Regions from separate parts of the Mus musculus genome. Here region 2 is linked to region 1. Evidence: chromatin contacts called from public promoter capture Hi-C data. All regions are on one chromosome and are shown on one strand. The core of a region is the stretch at or near the end of the contact, and the rest is flanking DNA. Distances in the headings are between cores, read along the strand shown.

Evidence for each region. Promoter capture Hi-C pulls out the DNA fragments that hold promoters and counts their contacts.
Region 2: a promoter capture Hi-C map of cranial neural crest shows a contact between it and region 1. The contact joins two enhancer-like sites. A contact is called at or near these places in 2 of 39 promoter capture datasets (cranial neural crest and stem cell-derived epiblast-like cells).

What each region holds. Positions count from the first base shown.
Region 1 is chr9:96,433,132-96,439,924 of GRCm38.p6, reverse strand. No RefSeq gene overlaps it. Among named protein-coding and RNA genes, the nearest start is that of Gm51656, 27 kb to the left of the region's middle. Within about 2 kb of position 2,749, at least 283 of the 459 cell types and tissues checked have an H3K27ac peak or open chromatin away from gene starts, as enhancers often do.
Region 2 is chr9:96,831,316-96,837,893 of GRCm38.p6, reverse strand. The region is part of intron 4 of Pxylp1 (2-phosphoxylose phosphatase 1); the gene reads left to right. Among named protein-coding and RNA genes, the nearest start is that of Pxylp1, 55 kb to the left of the region's middle. Within about 2 kb of position 4,298, at least 26 of the 459 cell types and tissues checked have an H3K27ac peak or open chromatin away from gene starts, as enhancers often do.

The DNA of each region.
Region 1 (6,793 bases), core at 1,500-3,999:
TAGGTGCTGGCATTTAATTTCATAAAGACACAGGTAGGAAGCCTAGAGCATCCTTTTGATCACATCCGGTAAGTGAAGCGTGGTCCTGGATGGAGGAGTAGAGTCCTTGAGTGGCAGAATCCTGGTCCTGTCCCCTGGCTGCTGCATGCCGGATGGTAGGCAAGCTGACTCCTCATGAGGGATGCCAGGCTATGGGACAGGGACTGGGCTGACATCCAGCCAGTCTCCCCACTCAGAACCCATCAGAGTGTCTTCCTGATGATCACAGTCCTGCAGTGGCACCGGTAGTTTAAACACCTTCTCTAAGCCTGGTCAATAATGCCTATCTGTCTAGTCAGGCTGATGAGATGATTAAGAAACAGGGCAGCCGGATATGGTGGCACACACCTTTAATCCCAGCACTCAGGAGGCAGAGTCAGGTGGATCTCTAGAGTTCAAAGCCAGCCTGCTAGTCTACAGAGCATGTTCCAAGACAGCCAGGACTACACAGAGAAACCCTGTCAAAACAAAACAAAAGCAAAAACAAAAACAAAAAAAAATCATAAAAAGGAAAGAAGGAAAAGGGGAGGGGGCTCAAGTGATAAGTGTATAGCCCCCTCCCAATTTGGGAGTCTGAGACCGGAGAATTACAAGTTCCAGGCCAGCCTGGGCTACTTAGTGAGCTCCTGTTTCAAAAAGAAAGAGAGGGAAGCAGGAGTCATTGGAAGAGTGGATGTCTAGGATGCACAAAGCCTTGGGTTCTATTCCCAGACTGGGTATGGTGGGCACACCTGTGATCCCAGCTCTTAGGGAATAAGACGGGAATACCAAAGTTCAAGTTCATTCTTGGCTACATTTTTAGATTTGAAGCAAGTCTGGACTACCGGAAACAAGGTCTCAAGACAAACAAAAAGAAAAAGCAGTCAATGACAGCCCCATGGCCACAGTTCCCACTGCTCTTTTGGCCAGTGGTCCCTGCAGTTGCATCTCTGAGACCGTGAGCCTCCAGGTCTGAGCTAAGTGAATGCAGTTTGCCTAATGTTCGGGCTGAATCTGGGCACCTACAGTTGTCTTACCTCCTCTCAGCCAGGAAATGCAAGCACGTGGGGTCCCACTTCAGTTTTATTCAGCTGAATTAGAGGCACAGTCAGAAATCTGTAACATCCTCGTGGGATGGGGGTGGGGTGGAGGACTAGAGAGGAGGGAGGGAGAGAGGGGAGGGGCAGTGTTGATCCACAGATCATGAAAACACTGAGGAACGCTCTCGAGTGAAAGCCCAGCTGCCTAGCTAGGCTATGCCACACCCTCTTCTTCAACATAATCAGTCTTAAAGGGTTCTGTTTGGTTTTCTTGTGTCACTGAAGTAATCAAAACCCAGGCATAGTGACAATTGGCTAACACCTGTTGAGGGCCCCCCGTGGGCCAAGATTTGGGAAGGCATCCAAGACACTGTTGGCGCTTTAATCTTCCCTAGGTAGCTTCAGCCTCAGAGGGGTTGAGCAGCTGGCTGGGGGTGTGACTGGCTAGAAACCTCTAGAGCTAGGAACTGAACCAGGACAAACGGATGCCAGGAGAGACACATTCTCCCCCCAGACAATCGAAGTAGTATTACGGACACCCTTTTGTGGACTCTTCGTGGGATTCTATGAAACCACGTCCTCTCAGGATTGTCAAAGAAAACAGGAAGCCCCTCTGGGGAGGCTCACCCCCCTGTTCCCCAAGCCAGGAAGTGGCTGGCAGAAAGAGCGATACGTAGCAAGGGCAGGAGCACCCGGGTTGAGAGCTTGGGGCCGTATCGGGCGGAGCCCTGAGCCAAGTCCCCTGGGGTCCCAGGGCTACATTCCTCTGAGGTCTGCGGAGGCCACTGCTTAAAGGCGCAGAAGTGCAGCTGGGAACGAGAACAAAGCGGCCAGACCCCCCTCGGAGGAAGGAAGGAGCGAGCCCCAGGAAGCAGCTGATAGCGCTAAGCTCAGCTTGTTTTTTCCTCTGCTCAACAGTTCTCCTGCCACGGCAAACAAAAGACGTACGTTCTGATTCCCTTCGGTGTTTGGATTGCGGCCGCAGACTGGATCTGCTTTGTGAAGAGCTGAGGGTAGCTTCTGGCTCGACCTGCCGCTTGATGGCAACGCTGTCCGCCTTGCCTGTCCCCAGCCAGGAGCCCCACGAGGGCATTGCTCTAGATCAAGGGATGAGATGTCGAGATTTCTACCCGTTGACTCGTGACCTTGGCATTGAAGGACCTGCAGCGTAGGCCTTAAAAACTGTTAAGATAGGAACCCTTGTTCCATGGAGATGCCCTGTCCCCGCTATTATCTCAGCCAAGGTCACAGCCCGCTGCTGTGCAGGGCCACACTGGGACTGGTGCCACCTTTATCCCATGGGTCAAGGCAATGGCAATAGATGTCAGGTTCCTGGAGGATCGGGGTCCGAATCCCGGTCTGTCCGCCTTCAAGGTCACCAGTAAGTGACAGGTGGGTCTAAGCAATCCCCTGAGCATGATGAACGCAGAGACTTTGTACTCCCGGGTGTGAGCGGTGAGGGAGTGGGCAGACCTTGTCAGTGTCCTAATCCATAGTCTCAGGACAGGGACAGGCCAAGATGCGACAGCAATGCTGGGCATGGTTTGTTTTGCTCCAGCAGGTGTTGAACGTGTGGCTATGCCAAAGGCCACCAGCAAACCCACACGAAGCAAACACAAAGCTTCCACTGATGGGTCTGTGGGCTGCCGATTCTTGTGGGCTTTACAGTGCGGCAACGGCAGTGCTGGTCACATGGACCGAGAGACTGTTTTGATGCCAGAGACTAATGCTCCGATCCGATCCGTCACCACAGGAGTTAAAGGAGCAGCCAAGAGATCAGCGTGGTTGAACCCCCGCTCTAAGCTGCCTGCCGTTCTCTCCTCCCCTCCCACTCTGAGACTGCAGTTCACATGCCGAAGACAAATGGCATAAAGGGCAGGCAATTAATTTTTTCAGCTGGAGACTGATGGAATGTGGGTGTTTGGCATGCACCTCTGTCTCCAGTCTCCTCAGGGAAATACCTCCCGGAGGGCCCTTCAAATTCCTCATCTGCCCTTTAGGACCAATATGTAATTCAGTCCTGAAAAATCAGTCGGAATGGGTCTTGTGTCCACTATACCAAGAGCCCAAGGACTGCACAGACGACAGGCCCATTCGTTTATTTGTGGTTTTGGTTTGTTTGTTTTTGTTTTCTAACCCAAGGTTTCATGTAGTTTAGGCTGGCCTCAAACTCACTATGTGGACAAGGCTGGCCTTGGACTTCTGATCCTCCTTCTTGTTGGGGTTACAGGTGTGTGTAACTGAGGGGACAGTTCGTCATGACTTTCCTTGGAGAGAGAGAAAGGTCGTCTTAGAATATACCTCAGGGTCTAGATTCCAAGTCCCCAGAACCTCTGTTGGGTTGGACCAGGCCAGCCAACCTGGTGAACAAAGGCAAGCAGAGCATAAAGAATTTACTGGATAGGATGCAGAGAAGCCCTGGGGACGGGGTGCACACCTTTAATCCTAGCACTCCGGAGGCTGGGGCTGGTTGATGTCTGAGTTCTAGGCCTACTCTGGTTGATAGAGTGAGTTCTAGAACAGCTAGGGCCACACAGAGAAACCCTGTCTTAAAGGGGGGGGGGTGGCTGAGGAAGGGGGGAACCATGCAGGGAAGTGTATTAACATAACAGCCAACAGGACCTGGAACTGGAGAAAAACTACTGCATCCATGTTGATAGAGGTATGAAGATGTCAGAGGTAAACATACAGGCTCAGGCTGAGCAGGGATAAAACTCAATAGTAAAACACATATCTAGCAACACGGGTTTAAGGCCCAGAGCTGCTGCAGCTGCTGTGGCGGAGGCCGAGGCAGCTGTTGCTGTTGAAGAAGAGGAGGAGGAGGAGGAGGAGGAAGAAGGAAGAGGAAGATGATGTAGGTCTGTTGGGATGGGCTGTAGCTGTGTGTTAAAGCATGTGTTAAGGCTTGCCTTTGATTCCCAGAAGCGTATTAACAAGGCAGACAGGCATGGTGGCGCATTTCGGCATTTGGAAAGCAGGAGCCAGAGGATCAAAATTTTAAAACAAGCCTGGGCTACATGAGACCCTTAAAAAGAAAACAAATAAAATGCATTCTTCTGTTGGAAACTTAGGAGGGTGACCTCAGGCAATCTTTAATGTCTTTTGATTCTGTTTTCTAAGCTGCAAGATGGAGCGGCAGAGGTGGGGAGGGCAACTGTCTTGTAGGGTCATTACGAAGAATAAATAAAAACAAGACTCATACAAGCATTTAAACTATTTAGCATGTAATAAGCACCTAATTGTATCCAGTATTGTGTTCAGTTTTTCCTCGTAGCTCACAATTATTTGCACATGGTAGGCCAGTGCCCTGCCACTGAGCTATATCTAGGCAAGTCCCGTTATCTTTTGGAGATTTACAGTGAGGCGCCGACGACATGATGACTAGTTTCAGGGTCGGGAAGAGTGAGGCCATAGAAGGAACAGGACTGTCCATGCTTGATAATCGTTGAAGCCAGGTGAAGGGTGCAGTCTGTAAATCAGGTGCTCCACCAGCCCTCCCTTCAGCAACTCGGGCCCTGCAGCAGAGGTCATGACCCACCACTGCCAGAAGCAGCGTCTGTAGAGTTCTGCGCTTTCCTATGCAGGTTGCACCCTGTAAAAGGTCCACCTTTCCTTGTTCTCTTTCATTCTGTCTCCCATTCTCTCTCTTTCTCTCTCTCTCTCTCTCTCTCTCCTCTCCTCTCCAGTCCCAGACAGCTTTTCCCTCTCTCCCCTCCCCCACTGACCCTCTTTCATTAGATCTGTTGCAGCACTACACCTGTTTCTCTGCCTTTATCCTAACAGTCTATTCTAGACAGGCTATTTTCAGAATGTTTAAAATTTCCCATAATAAAATGTTTGTTTTTTTTAGGTAGAAGAAGTATATAAAAAGTAGAAGTTCTCTTCCACCTTAAAGGGTAAAAGGACCAAAAGTCGAAGATAGGAGTAAAAGCAAACATAGAGATGAGGTTTAGACTTCTTTTTTTTTTTTAAAGATTTATTTATATATTATATGTAAGGACACTGTAGCTGTCCTCAGATACTCCAGAAGAGTATCATTACGGATGGTTGTGAGCCACCATGTGGTTGCTGGGATTTGAACTCGGGACCTTTGGAAGAGCAGTCGTCTCTTAACCACTGAGCCATCTCGCAGCCCTAGACTTCTTTTTCTTAAGATAGAATCTGACTGTGTAGATCAGGCTGCCCCAGACTCAGAGAGATCTGTCTGCCTCAGCATCCCCAGTGCTGGGATTAATCACTAAGTTTGGGATTACCAAAAAGTTGAAAATTGCTGGATGGCGGTGGTACACGACTTTAACCCAGCACTAGGGAGGCAGAATCAAGCCAATGTCTGTGAGTTTGAGACCAGCCCATCTACAGAGCAAGCTCCAGGACAGCCAGGGTTACACAGAGAAACCCTCTCTTGAAAAAACAACCAAACAAACAGAAAAGCTGAAAATAATAAATGAACATTCACTCAGCTAAGTTTAAAAAATAAAAAGTTTTAAAAGGAAAACAGGAAAAGAACAGGAGAGAGAAAATAATGAAGTCAGGTAAAGAAACTGGGTTTTTTGGCTTGAGGAGTCCACCAAAACCCAGCACCAGATATGTAAGGAACAGCACTGGGCCGGGCGTGATGGCGCACGCCTTTAATCCCAGCACCTGGGAGGCAGAGGCAGGCGGATCTCTGAGTTCGAGGCCAGCCTGGTCTACAAAGTGAGTTCCAGGACAGCCAGGGCTATACAGAGAAACCCTGTCTCGAAAAAACAAAAACAAAAAGGAAAAAGAAAAAAAGAGCAGCACTAGAATACACGACCAAGAAATGTCATGACCTGAGGCACTAGGCTGCCTCAGACACCTCCCAGCTGCCCTCTCCCTTGGACCATCTCTGTTACAGCTCATCTAGGTCAAGTTGCCTTCACTTTCCCAACAGGATGAAAAACGCTGTGTTGAATGCTATGTCTGATTATACAGACAAGTTACCTTGGGGCATAAACCCTTGGTTTACTGTTCAGGAGGTGGAAGGGACCTGAATTCGCCCTCCGATCTCTCCTATGTTTCCTTGTTGTGCCACCTCTAGAAGAGTCTCTCCAGCCTGATGAATCAGCAGCCAGCCCAGCTTTGCGTATTTGAATATATATTCAATTTGTGTATTTGAATATATATTCAAATACACATGAAAATTGCCATATTTTCACACTCAGGATCTGTGAAATATATACACTCAAGAGTTTTATCATTGACACTTTTAGTCACTTTATTGAGCTGTAATTTTAAAATATCAGCCTATGGTAAGTCTGGTTTTTTGTTTTGCTTTAAAAAAAAACAAAAAACAAACACACACACACACACAAAAAACAAAAAAACAAAAAAAACCAAGCTGGGCAGTGGTGGCTCATGCCTTTAATCCCAGCACTTGGGAGGCAGAGGCAGGCAGATTTCTGAGTTTGAGGCCAGCCTGGTCTACAGAGTGAGTTCCAGGACAGCCAGGGCTACACAGAGAAATCCTGCCTTGAAAAAAAACAAAAAAATAAAACAACAACAAAAAAGTTATTTCTCTACTGCTGGTTAAATGAGCCCGTTCAAGCCAGATTATATTATATTAAAGGCAGGTTTATTGGGAAGTTCACTCGCTCTAAGGACAGAGGACAGGGAAGTAGACAAGAGGATGGGGGGAGTAGAGGAGGGAGAGAAACAGAAAAAGGTCATGTGTGCAGAAAGAGGAGAAAGAAAAAGAGCAAGAGATCAAAATGTCT
Region 2 (6,578 bases), core at 3,049-5,548, 400 kb before region 1:
CTGCCCGCAGCCAGGGCTGCTCTCAGAGGATGTGAAGCTGGGGGTGGGGTGGGGTCTCAGATAACTCTTGATGTCCCAGACCCCCTGGGGTTTGGGGAGTAGTCAGCGAAGCATTTTAGGTAGAAAGACTGTGAGGTTTTGCGTGTTCTCTGTTATGCTGGACACTACTTTGCTGCCAGCCTGGGGGGCCATGTTTTCCTTGCTGCATTGAGTAAACAAGATGTGTACCCTAGTGTCTCCTGTTAGGGGACCATGAGCACCCTGGAACCCTCACTCTCCAGTCTGGCATTCAAACTTTCCCCTGCGAGTCTCTGCTCTCCAGCACCCCACTTCTCGCAGCACCCCCTCCTTCATGGCTTTGTGTTAGCTGTGTCTCCGCTACTGCCCACCCCACTTCCACAGTATCTTCAAGACCTCTTTAGAAGTTCCCTCTTCTGCACAGCAGCCCCACCCCCCACCCCGATCCGTCCCATATACGAAACACTGAGGTGACTCTGTGGCTGTCTAGGGAACTGACAATACCCACCTCTCACTGTAGAGGTACGGGGACAACATATAGGAAGGATGTCAGAACAGGTGAGGGAAGTCTAGTATAAAAGCCATCCCAGCTGGCGTAGAGCCAGGGCAAGGATGGAGGCAGCTCGTTATACTGCACTTTAACCCCGTGGATGGTGGATGGAGAGCAGAGAAAGGCAGCTCAGAGGAGCCATTGTCCTCCACCGGGGACAGCCGGGTGTTGTGTTTACAGCTGGTACTGCTCTGCCCTTGTCTGCTAGTTGTCCTTTGAACAGCCTGAGGAAACGTGGGCCACTGGGCTTCTGTGCTACATGGGGCCAGCGTGGCTGTGGGGCTTTGTGGACTGTCACATGCTTCATTTTCTTAGCTCTAGTCTCCTTCCTCTTGCATGGAGTTGCATTTCCACCAGGGGAATCCAACTGGTGCAGCTCAGACCCCCATGCAGCCACTATGGGGTCACTATGGCTGTTCCCAGAGAAGGGGCCTATTTGCCTGGGTCACCTGAGCACCCTCCAGCTTATCTTGCCAAGGGGACTCGGCTCTGCCATCCCCAGGCCTGACTGCTCCCAAATCACGGAGCCAACCCAGAGCTGATCCAGTGACTGACAGCTTTTGGTCTTGATAGCTGCAGAATGAATTTGTAACCTCTGTGGGGACCACAGGATACATTGCCTGTTGTATGTTCCTGTCACCATGTCCCTGCCGATAGAGTTGAGCCTTTTGTATCCCTGAAGCCTTTCCAACCTGTGATGCTGGGTGGATCCCTTCCCCTCTCCAAGGCACCATACTCCATCCTGGAACAAGGGGTGTCCTGCCTTCCTTATGTCAATCAACCTTATGTGTTTAAATAAAGACGTGAACAAGTAAGTATGTGGCTTCGTTCACACAGAAGCTTCATCCACAGTGATGTGGCATCGCCCACAGCAGCCTAGAGATCACCATGCCTGTGGTGGTTTGAATATGCTTGGCCCAGGGAGTGGCACTATTAGGAGGTAGGGCCATGTTGGAGTAGGTGTGGCCTTGTTGGAGGAAGTGTGTCACTGAGAAGGTGAGCTTTGAAACCCTCCTAGCTGCCTGGAAGCCAATCTCCTCTTGTTTGCCTTCAGAACAAGATGTAGAACTCTCAGCTCCTGCAGCCCCATGCCCGCCTGGAGGTTGCCATGTTTCTCATATGATAATCTACTGAACCTTAGACCCTGTAAGCCAGCCCCAGTTAAATGTTGTCATTTATAAGAGTTGCCTCGGTCATGGCGACTCCTCACAGCAATGGAAACCCTAACAAAGACACTGCCCTAGGCTTTCCCTGAGGTGGGTCATCTCTGGAGCCAGTTCCATCCTTGGGAGCTCCTCTTCCTGTGCATTTTGCATTCACAGGAGCTGCCCTGAGTCCTCTGTGGAAAAGACACAGTGCACATGTTTAACTGCAACAGCCCTCTTCTTCCGACTGAGTTTTCTTTCCTCCATTTCAGTTGCCTCTGGCACAGCCTAGTACAACGGTCTAGCCACATCGAATGGAAAACTCCATTCACATGGTTGCAGTGTGTTGTGGAACCTGCTGTATGTTATCATCAGTCATTATAATCTCTCCTCATGCCTTAGAAATTAAACCTTATTGTGGGTATTGTTTGCACAGGAAAGAACAGGGCAGACGCAGGGGCTCAGGCTATCTCTGGCTCCAGCACACACACACACACACACACACACACACACACACACACCAGATGAAAGGAGTCACTACTCAACATTGTTTAATTAAGTCCATTCTTAAACACAGTAAGGCTTGTCTTATCACTGCAAACATGTACTTAGGGATGGAGTGAGCAGGCATGCAGTGTGTAGACCTGCTCTGGGCCCCCACCCTGGCAGTGCCTGCTGCCTTCCCAGATGCTGTTTTTGGCTCGTAAATTAGTAATTTTGTGGTTTCCTGCTAGGCAGTAAGGCCTGGAAGGTACCCATTACTTTGGTCTGTCGTTGGGAATGTCTGATTCGAGGGTGGGGAGCTAGGTGTGTCCATATATGTCTCTTCCTTAGAGTGCCTGTGCACAGTGCTGGGCCCGTTGTCTGTGTAGTGGAAGATGGTGCTCCCTGACTGCTATGCGCTGTGTTAAGAAAGGTTCTATCTCACCCTCGTACTATTACAGTTAGTCAGTATTGAAGGTATTGACCACATGAGTGCCATGGTTTTTAAAATGTATGTATGTATGTATGTATGTATGTATGTATGTATGAACTGTTGCTCAGTTCAGACACACCAGAAGAAGGCATTGGATCCCATTACAGATGGATGCTGGGAATTGAACTCAGGATCTCTGGAAGAGCAGTCAGTGCTCTTAAACCATTGAGCCATCTCCCCGAGGGAGAGAATGCTGTGTTTTTAAATGCCCTATTTACATTCATAAAGATGAGCATGCTTTTCTACACCCAAGAAGAAAAACAGTCCTTTCAAACACTTACATAACAAATTTTAGAGTTATACCCCTTTCCTGGGCCAGGTTGCATGGTAGCACGCCAGCCGTCACTTAAGTGCAGTGGAGAAGTCCTGTGAAGAGTCCTAGGGAGAGAACATTCTAGATAGAAGGACCAGAAAGAGCAGTGGGCCTGCAGCTTACAGAGCTGGGCATGCATGAGTAACACTAGGACCAGTCTGACTGGAAAGGTAACAGGAAGTGGGTACCTCAGGCATCGCAGCAGGTGGGCTATCCTGCTCTCAGGGAACCACTTCACAGCAGGTGGGCTATCCTGCTCTCTGGGAACCACTTCACAGCAGATGGGCTATCCTGCTCTCAGGGAACCACTTCTGTCTGGAAATCCAGGTGCTGGTGGTGGGTCAGTCACACAAGTGGAAGCCAGCACAGGTGACTGCTTTAGCCCAGAAAGAAGAGAAGGAAACCTGGAGTGGAAGAGGCTTTGGTAGTGCATTGAGGCCTAAGCCAGCAACCCACAACTCAGCTTATGAGACTGTCTTAGTTTTATTGCTGTGAAGAGACACCGTGACCCACAACAACTCTAAATAAGGAAAACATTTAATTAGGCCTGGCTTACTGTTCAGAGGTTCAGTTCATTGTCATCTTGGCAGGAAGCATGGCAGGGTGCAGGCAGACATGGTGCTAGAGAAGGAGCCAAGAGGTCTACATCTGGTATCCCCAGGCAACCGGAGGAGAGAACAAGTCACTAGGCCTGGCTTGAACATCAAGGTCTTCTTCTTTTTTTATTTTTAAGATTTATTTATTATTATATCTAAGTACACTGTAGCTGTCTTCAGACATACCAGTAGAGGGTACTGGAATCTAAGATACCATAAGTAAGAGTACACTGTCGCTGTCTTTCAGACACACCAGTAGAGGGCATCAGATCTCATTACAGATGGTTGTGAGACACCATGTGGTTGCTGGGATTTGAACTCAGGAACTTCTGAAATCTTAAAGCCCACTCCTCCTGACCGGTTTCCTCCAGCAAGCCACACCTACTCCAACAAGGCCACACCTCCCAATTGTGCCACTCCCTATGGGCTGTGGGGGCCATTTTCATTCAAACCATCACAGGTAGGGAGGGAATAAGAAGGGAAGCCACTCTGAGAGACCAAAGGTTGTGCGGGAGTCAGTTGGCAGCCAATGAGAAACTGCTCATTAGCAGTTAGACCCGCCCAGGTCGCCTGGGGTGCTCAGCAACTTGGCAATTTGGGGGTTTTCAATCTTAGCTCAGTGGAGTGAGTGTAGCACTAAAATGGGTCCTTCAGACTGCACCGTTCTGGGGAACCTGGTTTCCTGGTTTCCAGCATAGTGGAGGAGGGGTGAGGCGGTAGAGATTTCTGGCAGCCAGAGTGTATGAGAACAAGCTGGTGTGATAGCCATGCTGTTGTGGAAGTGATCTCAAACAAGGCCTCATTCAGAGGCAGAGCCCACACCCTGAAAGCTACCTCCCTTGGCCCTTTAATTCCAGCTTCATCAGCCGCCCTCCTTGCCCTTGGGCAGACTACTTCCAGCTTACTTTCCACACTTGAGCATGGCTTCTTCCTGTCTCCTGGCTCAAGCATCACCTCTGAAAGATCTGCTAGAACTCTTCACTTAAAATGACAGAGTGCTCCTCCCCGACTCCACTCTCCCCTCCTGCCTTCTCTTGTCATAGCATCTGTTATTCATTCTCTGTGTCTGACTCTGTGTCTGTCTCTCTGTCTTCCTCTGTCTCTCTCTCTGTATGTCTTTCTGTCTGTTTCTCTTTGTTTCTCCATCTCTGTCTTCCTCTGTCTCTCTCTCTCTCTGTATGTCTGTCTTTCTGTCTGCTTCTCTCTGTTTCTCTGTCTTTCTCTGTCGCTCCCTCTTTCCCTCTGTCTCTCCCTCCCTCCCCCACTCCACCCCCCATATACAAGCAGGGCTACAGTGTTTCTTGTGCAGTGTGTTTCCCCAGACTGGAAGGTACCTCCCTCTTTGAGTCAGAGATTTCTCTTACTTGTGTCCATTCCTGTTACCACCCAGGTACCCAGGACACAGGTTTGTTATTAAATGAGAAACTGGCAGAGGCTGAACCTTGAGAATGGCCTCAGAGATGGAGGGGTGACCTTGGAGAAGGTCAGGTGGGATGGGTGGGCTACATGACCGGCTGGGTGCGGTGAAAAAGCAGAGGCAGGGCCACATTACTGATGGCGCTGTCCCTCCAGGAACCAAGGACACTGCTCTGATGTCAGCTCCAGCATGGCCTGTGAGCTGTCTCCAGACACTCTAGGAAGAGTGTCTGCCAGGCAGAGGGCTGTGCAGTTAGGGCTTAGCATTAGCATGCTGGTTTATTTGAGCATCTTTAGCATGTGGACAGCAGATAACGCTAAAATGGTCTCAGGCAGACTGAAGAAAGCAGACAGTTGGCCATATCAAGTTGCACAAAAAAGGCCCAGAAAAGTACCCTGGGATTGTCTTTTTATAAGCTTGTTTTGTTGAAATTGGAAACAATCTATTCTTTACTTGGTTTAAGATTTTTAGATGTGGTATAAGTTCCTTCTGGTTTTCAGCCAGGTGAGCTTTTAAGATTACACTTTCTGGTAATAGCTCTGCTGTCCCAGCTCCAGGTAGCCAGCTCTGCAGAACCCGGATCACAGCTGAACGGTCAGTTTTCTCTTGAATGTGATTGGCCGTGGGATTCTGCCTTGGGCATTGTACGATAAGCACACTGAAACAGAACATATAAAAATGTGTATAAGAACTCCCGAGTGAACAATTTGAGGTAATGTTTTTTATTGTCTCAGTTGTCAGTGCGACAGCAGATTCCCAAGGAGGCCACAGTCATATGAGTTATGCTGAGGAGAAATACACCCTCAGCTAGTCAGGGCGAGTTCAGGCTTTGTAACAGAGAGTCAAACGTACCTTGCCCTAAACAAGGAAGTTTACCTCTTCCTGTGTAAGGGTAGATTCACGCCACTCAGCCCCATCTAGCTATTCAGGGGGAAGGTCCTTCCAGGTTGTTGGCCTTCACCACTCTTCAGCAATGTCTCCACAGCTGGCCTGGGGCGCTGCTTTGCCTACACAGCTGCCACAGAAAAGAACAGAGCAGGAAGATGCCAAACTTCAGCATATTTCAGCAGTGGGTGCTAATCATGTTGCCAAGTAGAAATAACAGAGTTTGGCATACAATGGTACCCTCACCTACCACAGCCTTTGTTTTTAATGTTTCCATCGAAATCAAAGTATTATGATAACCACTGTGGTGACACGATATTTACAATATTCATTATTCTGGGTTAAGGAAGATATGGACATGATGTTTTCACTGTACATCTAAGAACAGGATATGTCACAGTTGACTTTATCCCCACATGTTTTTGGTGCATCTACCAGATATGCTCTGGAGTCCAGGGATGGAGGGAGGGATGAGACCTGGGTGGTGGGATCCAGGTTAGACTCCAAGGACTCAGCTACCTAGTCCTCCTGCTATGGAAAAGATACAGCCACTAGTTATCTGTCCTGTAAATGTTTTTCTTCCGTGAACCTTCATATTTGTGTCCCTTGAAAAAGGTTGTAATGAGAGGACTGGGATGTGATTTGGTGGAAGAGCATGCGAGACAGGCTCAGCATATC